Linked DNA regions of Mus musculus: region 1 is linked to region 2. Evidence: chromatin contacts called from public Hi-C data. All regions are on one chromosome and are shown on one strand. Each heading gives the region's core, a stretch centred on a gene start, on an enhancer-like site or on the middle of the called end of the contact. The rest is flanking DNA. Distances are from core to core; before and after follow the strand shown. Region 1 has its middle 11 kb from the start of Gm15521. Region 2 overlaps Opcml (opioid binding protein/cell adhesion molecule-like).

Evidence for each region. A called contact is a pair of places that touch in the nucleus more often than the background predicts.
Region 1: a Hi-C map of rod photoreceptor shows a contact between it and region 2, with 6 times the contacts expected there. The contact joins two enhancer-like sites. A contact is called at or near these places in 1 of 484 Hi-C or Micro-C datasets (rod photoreceptor) and 1 of 9 other capture datasets (embryonic stem cells).

Annotation. Positions count from the first base shown.
Region 1 is chr9:29,641,476-29,646,025 of GRCm38.p6, reverse strand. It overlaps a transcript of Ntm not described here. Among named protein-coding and RNA genes, the nearest start is that of Gm15521, 11 kb to the right of the region's middle. Within about 2 kb of position 2,550, at least 4 of the 459 cell types and tissues checked have an H3K27ac peak or open chromatin away from gene starts, as enhancers often do. A contact at or near this core is called in rod photoreceptor, where this site is marked.
Region 2 is chr9:28,592,563-28,597,093 of GRCm38.p6, reverse strand. The region is part of intron 2 of Opcml (opioid binding protein/cell adhesion molecule-like); the gene reads right to left. Among named protein-coding and RNA genes, the nearest start is that of Gm39313, 200 kb to the right of the region's middle. Within about 2 kb of position 2,298, at least 3 of the 459 cell types and tissues checked have an H3K27ac peak or open chromatin away from gene starts, as enhancers often do. A contact at or near this core is called in rod photoreceptor, where this site is marked.

The sequences.
Region 1 (4,550 bases), core at 1,301-3,800, 1.0 Mb before region 2:
CATCATGGGCAGACCTGAGAGAGAGATGGAGTGGGGAGGCGGGCCTGGGTATTTGACCTTTCTCGGGGAGTTCCCTTGAGCCTGGCCTTTCAGGGGTGTCAGAGGTAGATAGGAGGAACTGAACAGGAATCAGGGAGCTCAGAGGTCCACAGCCTGGGTCAGCAAGGCTGAGGGGCACGGGGATATTCAGAGGATCACTTTCTGTGTTCTCAGTTGTGCTGTCTCAATGAGAGATGGAGAGAAAAAAATTTCTCCTGCTGAAAAATGTCACCTTCAACCTGACACTGGAGCCAGAGCATTTACAAATCTGCCTGTCACCCCGACAGCCTGACAGATAGCAACCTTAGCCGGGACTGAGTTAAATCGCCACTATACGTCTTGCAAAAAGTTTGCTCTCTTAAGATTTTTATCATGGAGACAGGTTAAGGGATGAGGGGCATGGCTCCCAACAGGAAGGATACTGGGGCTGTGCGCCTGTCTTCCCCGGAGCCCTGGCAGCTGCAGGATTATCTATTACCTGAGGGGAGGTGACAGAAGAAAATTACCCAGCCCCAGCCCCATCTGTTGCTGAACACCGTTTATTTCACCTTCACTAATTCACTCGACGTGCCGCTTTCCCTTTGTCTCCGTGTCACCCACCCAAATCTTACATGTCTACGCTCCCGTGTTGCCAGCTGGACATCGCAGCTGTGGGAACAAAGCCTTTGGGTCCCTCCAGTGAGCTGCAGCCCCTCTTGGGTGTCTCCTCTCCTCTCTGAATTGTCATTTCTCCCATAACTGATTAGGGACCGAAGGCAAGACGGGAGAAGCTAGGATGATTGCTTTTACAGCTCGGCTCTGCAGGTAGAGCACATTTCTGTGTTTGGCTTCGTCTCCAGGGACGCGCCTCTCTTAGGAAGAGGTGGGAGAGTATTAATGAAAGATAGCAGACCTGTGTTGCTGTGAGAGCAGCTGTAGACACTGGGCTCACTCTCTGGCATTCATATTATCCTCAGGTGCTTGGTCATTGGTCACCGCCCAACTTCCGGTTTCTCATACTGAGAGTAGATCCACCGCCTGCCCTCATCTCAGCTCCTGGGACTCGTGTAATGATTAAATGAGATAGTATTGCATTTCAGTGAATAATGCAGCAGCCGGCTCATCGAAAGAGAGAATAAAAATATCTTTCTGGTGGCTTGCTTATAATAAATCTATTATGATCGCTCACGGGAGTCACTGTTATCATTGAGCAAATAAAAGCGATCGCGATTACCTTTCCCCCTTGGAGCAGCTGCCATTTTTCAAGGTCTTGGCTACCTAGGATTCTCATACAACATTTATTGAGTTGGTTCTCTATTTTAGCACAGCACCTTGTCTTAGAACTGAGAGATTTGCAAACCGCAAATGAAGTGCGATTTCTGGGTCAGGGAGCACATGGTCTGGTGGGGAAGCCCGCTGCAGAGTAGAAAGCCGGGGCCTTAGGCCTGTGCTGAAAATGGACTAGGAGAGGGAGTTGTCGCACAAGGTCCTCAATGAAAAAAATGACGTGAGCTGGGTTGTACGCTTCTATGAGGAAAGAGCCTTCGGTGGGGAGAAGCCGGGAACTCATTGAATACACATAGCAAGACAGTGGGAGGAAGCCTAGGAGAACTGCAGAGCCCAGAGACCTCCGGAGAGCTGGGGGGCCTCAGGAAGGCTACAGGATCGAAAGCAGCCTGGCCAATCCACCCAAGGACACAGGCAGGGCTCAGAGTGAAGGATGTGGTCAGAGGAGACTTCACAGACGATCATATTTTATTTTGTGCCAAGGACCCAGAGATTCCCTGGAGGACAGTGAAAATCATTAAAGGGTTTTAAGCAAGAATGATAGGATCAACTCCGCTGAGACGATAGCTCAGGGCTGGATGGGACGTGCATAGAGAAACAAGGCCAGTTGACAATAGAGAGGTCCAGAGCCTTAGGGGAGGAAGAGAAAGACAAATTTTATTTTTCTTGGTTTGCGGGCAATTAGCTCCCAGGCCCAGCTCCCTACAGATACCAACGTCCTCGGATGCTCAAGTTTCATATCTGAATAAGTATCCGTGCATATAATTTAAATCAGTGGTTCATGACCTTTTCCCAGGAGTGGCATATCAGATGTCTTGTGTATCAGAGATTTACATTACAATTCATAATCGTATCAAAATTACAGTTATGGAGTAGCAACAAAAATAATTCCATGATTGGGAGTCAACAGAACATGTAGAAGTGTAGTAAAGGGTCACAGCATCAGGAGGGTTGAAAAACACTGCTCTAAATCAGCCCTGTTTTACTTAAAATACGCAGCGCAAAATAATCGTTATGTACTTAAGCTATTTTGTTTACAGAATAACGACGTGGGGAAATACACATGTTCCGTGTTGATATAATTTTTGATATACTTTCAAACTGTGGCCACATGAAGTCACATACTCTGAGCTCATGAATCCAGGGGGAAGGTTATACCTGACGATAAACTTGCTTAGTGCTGAGAGCAAGGGGGCGGGGGCGGGGGAACACCCAGACTAGAGCCAGCCTGGCGCAGTCATGAAATTGCAAGCGGTCGCCACCAGAGGGCAGTAAGAGAAGAGCTGAGATCAGTTCCACCAGACAAGTGGAAGGCAGAACGGCTGATTTAAAAAAATGCAGGCTCTTAATCTGACGCCCCCTAAAAACTGTTCTCAGCCATAGTTAGTCCAAGGATTTTAGTGGTATCCCTCACATGCCACCAATAAAACTCTCTATAGCAAGATCTGTGCTGGGCTTCCATAAGAAGTTTTATCTAGGCTGGCCACTCATGTGTGGTTTAGTGGCTATGTTATTGTAGTTGCCTTGTGAGGAAGTGCTGGAGATCGAAGAGACAGCTCAGTAAGACTTTGTGAAATATGGCTTTATAAGAAACCTTTTGTGCACATGTGTGCCCAGTCTACCATCTCACCGTAGGCAGCACCATGGAAATGCAGTTCACAGGAGTTAGGTGCCTTGCCACATGATGACTGAGTTGGCATTGGTGCATGAGCAAGAGATCTTTTGACTATTGCTCACCAAACCGTCTCCATCTCCCTTGTACTTTAAAGTGGGGCGTTCATCCCACGGGCAGCAAATCTGGGAATATTGAGTGTGTATGGGAAGCCAGGCTTGTACTTATTTATAGAACCACAGAGGCCAGCACAAACCCCAGGTCAGATGTAGAACACAAAAGCGCTGGTGGTAACTGAGGTGTTTGCATGGGTGTGGACCTCTTGACCCTTCAGATGCCCTCACAAGTTTGACTGTTATCCCAATTGCAAATGAGGAAGCCCTTTCAGACAGGTTGGCTCCCTCCCTCCTCACAGCTGCAAAGCTGCTTCCCAGGACCTTACTGCCCCACTCCTGCCCTGAGGTCAGTGGGAGCCATGATATATGTGCTCAGTGCAACAGGAGGGTTGAAGTTCATGAGAAACGCTGAATTGTGTCCCAGAGACATCAACCTCAAATTGATCCGATAAGAGACTAGTTTTTCCAACAGAAAAATCTTGTTGATACAATAAAGTCTGTGATATTCCAGAGCCAAGGCGATGGCAGCTTCCCTGGGGACAGTGACTATTTGGGACAAAAAGAAACCATTGGCCTCAGAGGGACAGACAAATAGCTTGAGCTATAAGAACTGTTGTGACAATGTCTCCGGCCCCTGCTCGCTTCAGGCAAATGAGAATGACACACTGGAGTTTCATCCACTCAGGAGAGAGGAATGGAAGCCCGGAGCAACTGGGGAAAACAGGGTGCAAACTCAGTTATTTTGAATGGAGGTCTCCTAGCTTCCTAAATTATCATTGCCTGGAAGATAACACTGTACCAACAGGGTTCCAGGCTGCTCTCTAAGGAAGCAAGCATGCTAAATTAATACCAGACTTCCATTCACTCCACATGCTTGGATCCCAGTGTAACATTGTGCTTCTGTTTGGCATATGAATGTGGATGCTTTCAGTCATCTGTATACATTGGTTTCTCTTTTTTCCTATAGAATTAGACCCCAGCCAATTTGACCCTTGCCCTCCACTCAGCTTCTTGGAGCCTTGTTCTCCCGTGTGATAAATGATATCTTCTCCTTACCTGACAGCTTTGAGAATGGAAAGGATTGGTACCAATGATAGCAATTAGCTCCCATGGTGGCACACGTTAGAGCCAAGTAAATAGTGTATTTTCTTTCCTCTTGCTTCACCTTCGTGTGGCAAACAGGTACGCTGACACGAGCACACACACGGTAAATCACCAACTTGGCCAATAAATCTATGCTAAGTCAGAGTTAACTTAGAAAATCAACACGGCACAGAGGCTTTTAGAGGGCTGACATTCCTCAGGTTATGGAAAACAATAATAATAAATCTCAAGGAATGTCACCTTGCCCCTGGCACTGAAGACAAGAAGCTGAAAACCTTAGTGGAATAGCCTTGAGGATGTGGAGCGCACGGCCGGGAGGGGCAGCTCTTAGAGGAGCTGAGCTAGGGCAGGTGAACGTGTGTGAAGCTGTCAGGCCCCATGCTGGCCTGGCTAATTCCTCAGATTTCACTGTG
Region 2 (4,531 bases), core at 1,049-3,548:
ATTTGGTAACAGAAAATTTGTCCTTTTGTTGCTGTTCCTTTACTGATATGGGGCAAGTCACTTGCCCTTGATGTGCCAGCTCAGCACTTCTGGCCCATTGCTCCTGACCCATCTTTTATTCACTTTCCTACCCAGGAACTGTGGCTGGAGCTTTCAGCACTCACCAATGTCCATCTTCACTACCTTTGTTTTTGTATCCAGTGGCCAATTTCAGTTTCTTAAACTGCTCCATACTAATATTTTCAGGATTCAGCCTTTTTTTTTGATAATTGTGTTTTGGCTCATTCTAAATGTCAATGGTACCCCTACCCATGAAAGGAGGCAGCCTGACTACTATGAGCATTGGTAGAAAGTGATCAATAGGAATCCCAAAGCTAACTGTTATGTTGACTTCGTCTGACTGTTACTGAGACAGCAATAAGCACCTAGGAAGGGTTTACATGAGCACCAAGTAGTCTGATCTTCATTGACCAACAGTCAGCCAACATAGAGCTGTAGATCACACACAAGATTCTACTTTGAAACACAGAGGAGTTAAAGAACTGGAGACAATAAACAAACACTGACAAATGATTACAATACAGATTCAGTAAATGAATACAGAGGCAGAAAATATAAAATGGAAGATTCCCCAGCAATTAATAACTACAGGTACTCACATAAGACTACAGTAGTGGAACTAAGTTTGAATGAATATTCATGATTGTTCACTGAAGTCAATGGGCCTAGTGAATATTCAATGCAAGGAAAAGCAGACAGTACCTTTTGGAGTCACACCACACGAGGAAAAATACTCAGAACCATTGCGTACATGTGTGTCTGTTTACCAATTGCTTTCCTCATCTGAACCCCTCCCAAACTCTACCACACAATATAGCTCCCCTTTGAGTATTTGTGGGTTCTTCTTTTTCCCACCATTTTCTTGCCTTTTAACCCCTAATGATAGAAGAGGAAACAGTACAGAAAAGACAAAAGGCAAAGTTATCTTTAGACTACTTCCTACTGATTAAGGGCAGTGAGTTTCTTGGAGCAAGTTTGGTCTTCACTGTCCAGATGTCTATTCCTTCTCCTTTCTTCTTCTTTGCACAGAGCTACTTAACAAAACTTGACCAACAACAACCAATAACAAAAAAACAATAACCAATAACCCACCCTGCCTCTCAGGGCCCTAGCATTTATATATCATCTGGAAAGTCCCAGAATTCCCTGCATCACACAATCACAGAAAATATCTGCAACTAGCAAAATCATGGACCTAATAGAGCACAAGGCAAATCATAGTCAACTGCTGTGGACGACATGAAGCAGCCCAATATCCCACATCTTGCGTTAAAATGAAAACATTTTCTTATAATATTTCTGTGGGTTTTTTTTTTAAGAAACCAAAATTCCAAAGTTGTCACTACAGTACAGAGTGGCACCCATGGCATTTGAGTTTAATGATTTCAGATTTACTTACCAAAAAAATAAAATAAAAAAGGCAACTGGGGATGAGACCTGCAGCATCAAGATCCTTTATGCCAAAGCCTCGGGACCTGTGGTCCAGCATGCCAAACACCTCATCCCAAGAACCCAATGAGAGTTCACTGATGAGGCCATGCTTCATAAAACCCATCAGTACAAGTCTTTGATGGAGATGAATTATAGTTTGTATGCGATTAAAATATTGTTAATGATCAGATGGAGGTACTTGAGGCTCTGATAAGGCGAACTTTGAAAATGAGATGCTCCCAGAACCTCTGAAGTCTTAAGCACTTGTCAGTTCATGTATTTAAAAAGCACATTAGTTCTAGCCAGTATCCATATAACCTTTCTCCTCTCTCTTGCTCTGTTTCCCTAGCAACCATTTAAAAGTGATGCAAAAGGCCGTGCTGTCTCTAAGAAAGCACAGAAAAGAAAAGGACAATGGTCTTATGCTCTCTCTCTCTCTCTCTCTCTCTCTCTCTCTCTCTCTCTCTCTCACTCTCTCTCTCCCCCCCTTTCTCTTTTTCTTGAGGATTTTTCTCCATCTTCCCAACCACTTCCTCAGCAATGAAGGTTTCAGCATCTCTGAGCCATCGCACTTGAATGTGCAACTGTGGGTAATTAAGGAGGAAGGTGTCATGCTAGGTAGAAGCAGCTTCTATGAGATTGTGGTTAGACTTTCAGGGTCAGCGAGGGGGGCTAGAGACTGCAGTGGAACTGTACTTAGTAGAGAAATGCAGCAACAGAAGCTTTCATGAGGATCTTCCTGCCTTCAAACCTGGGATCCAAGCAGACATACTCAAAGGACAGGGATACTGGCAGCCATCAGATGCTCAAGTAAATCTCCACAGAGGTGACAGTTAAGTAGGCCAAGGGTAGAGCCAAATCCTCCTCAGCAGCAGTGGCCAATACCTTTTTATTTCCTCTGCCTCCCCAACCTCCTCCAGAGAGAATATACATATATAGGGGGGGGGGAGGCAGGGGGGGAGGCAGGGGAGGGAGGCTGAGGGAGAGAGAGAGAGAGAGAGAGAGAGAGAGAGAGAGAGAGAGAGAGAGAGAGAGAGAGATTTCTTGTCTTGCCAGCCATAGCCTCCCAGACTCCAGGAAGCATACAAGGAGAAAATGGTGTTGTACAGGACTCCCCATCACGTTCAGGACAAAGCCTGAGCAAACAAAGGGCAGACCTGGGGCCTCTCCTTCACCTTTCTTGAAGAGTCTGTTTAAGAACCTTTGTAAAGAAAGCAAGCTCAAGTGTGAGGCATGACCCACATGCCAGGGACCATGTTAAAGGTCCCACACATGTGATCTCTTTTAATCTCCTGCACACTTTTGTGACTAGAGGGGTTCTCATTACCTTTTGTGTTTCCCACTCTCCCACCTTCTTTCTATCTTTCAGAAGCTGGTATTTGTTCAGGGTCCAGCAGAGCCTTAGATCTGGGGTTCAAACCCAAGTGTCTGTAAAGTATAAAAGGTCTTTTCCCCCCCTAGGAGGCTGTGTTGCTGCCCTGTGTGGCCTATCAAGGCCCAAATACATGGAGCAAGCCAGAGGTCAGGATCAGGGTTCCTAGGAAGAATATATCCAATAAGCCTCTTGTTATCCACCCCAGTAATATGATCCCTAAAAGCCCCTGTTCTAGAGTTTAACTGTATCCTGACTGATGCTGCTGCAATGATGGAGCAGCTCACAATTAGAGCGGATTCAAGGGTTTGTATTGAGGTCTCTCAACAATCTTCATACTCCAAAAGCAATGACACAAGCTTCAGATAATGGACTACATTTAAAAGACAAAAGCAAAGCCTTGGGTGATGAGTTGCTCCACCATCCACTGATTGGCTGGCTTTGAACAAGTTCTGAGCCTTGCTTCCCTATTCATGGGATGGTAGCAACAGAAAGACCTGCATCAAATGGCTAGGGTGATTAAACAAAATAATGTAAGCAATGTTCAGGTTAGAACCTAATTAGGATCATTACTAGGTCATGGCACAATTTAATGTTGTTGAAATGGAAACGTGAAATATGTCTAGGCTTCAAAGTTCCATGGTTTAGAACATGGAGCAAAGGAGGAAGTGAAGATAAATGGGAAAAACTGAGCAAGAAGGATGTTGGTGTTTGAGGCAGGAAAGAAGCCAGTATAGTTTAGGAACTGAAGGACTCATGGAAAAAGGTATAACCTGGAAATGATGTGTGTTTATGTAAGTCAGTTTGGTCAAGGAAGTATGAGAGGGTCTTTTGGGACTACGACAACAGACAAAGAGCTGTAGGAGGGAGATGGGCCTGATTCTTGAAAGCTTTAACAGTGGAATTTATTTTAGTAGAAAAGGCCATAGACTGTAGCAATTTGTCACTTTGTCAAATAGGATGCCAACACACAGCATTTTTGGTTACTCAAGCACTCTGAGGAAAAATAGTCCCAGCAGAGAAAACAGTGGGTCCTGAGGAGAGCCCAGGAAAAATGCGATTCTCTTTCTCAAACCAGAAGACCTTCTTCAATCCTCCGCCATCCTGCAAGTGAGGGCATGCCTTTCACCTCAGAAAAGGCAATGCCACCTCAGAAAACAGGTGTCTGAAGAGAAGCTGAAGTCATGCGAGATAAAAAGATAACCAGGTCACTCTCACTGATCTAGAGCTAAAGGATGTTAGCACCACCGTCAAGACAAACTCATCCTCTGAGGTAGATTTCCAACAGGTTAATGAGTGTGTGTGTGTGTGTGTGTGTGTGTGTGTGTGTGTCTGTCTGTCTGTCTGTCTGTCTGTCTGTCTGTCTGTCTCTGTGTGTGGTAACACTGTGCTCTTTTATTAATTTAAGGAAATATAATAGGTTTAGCAAGCACATTCTTACAAGACTTAGCATCATCATACTACAGCAAATGAAGAGACCCTGGCCATCTTGAGAGATTGTTTTTCTCCCCAATTCCCTCTGCCTGGCTAAACACCATTAGGTTACATTCCTGGAGCTACCCCCCCCCCCCCCACACACACACACACACGCACACTCAAAGTTTATTACCTTATTTGGTCAATCCCTTCTCTGGAGGCTATGAAGGTCCGACTATCAAATTATTGAAG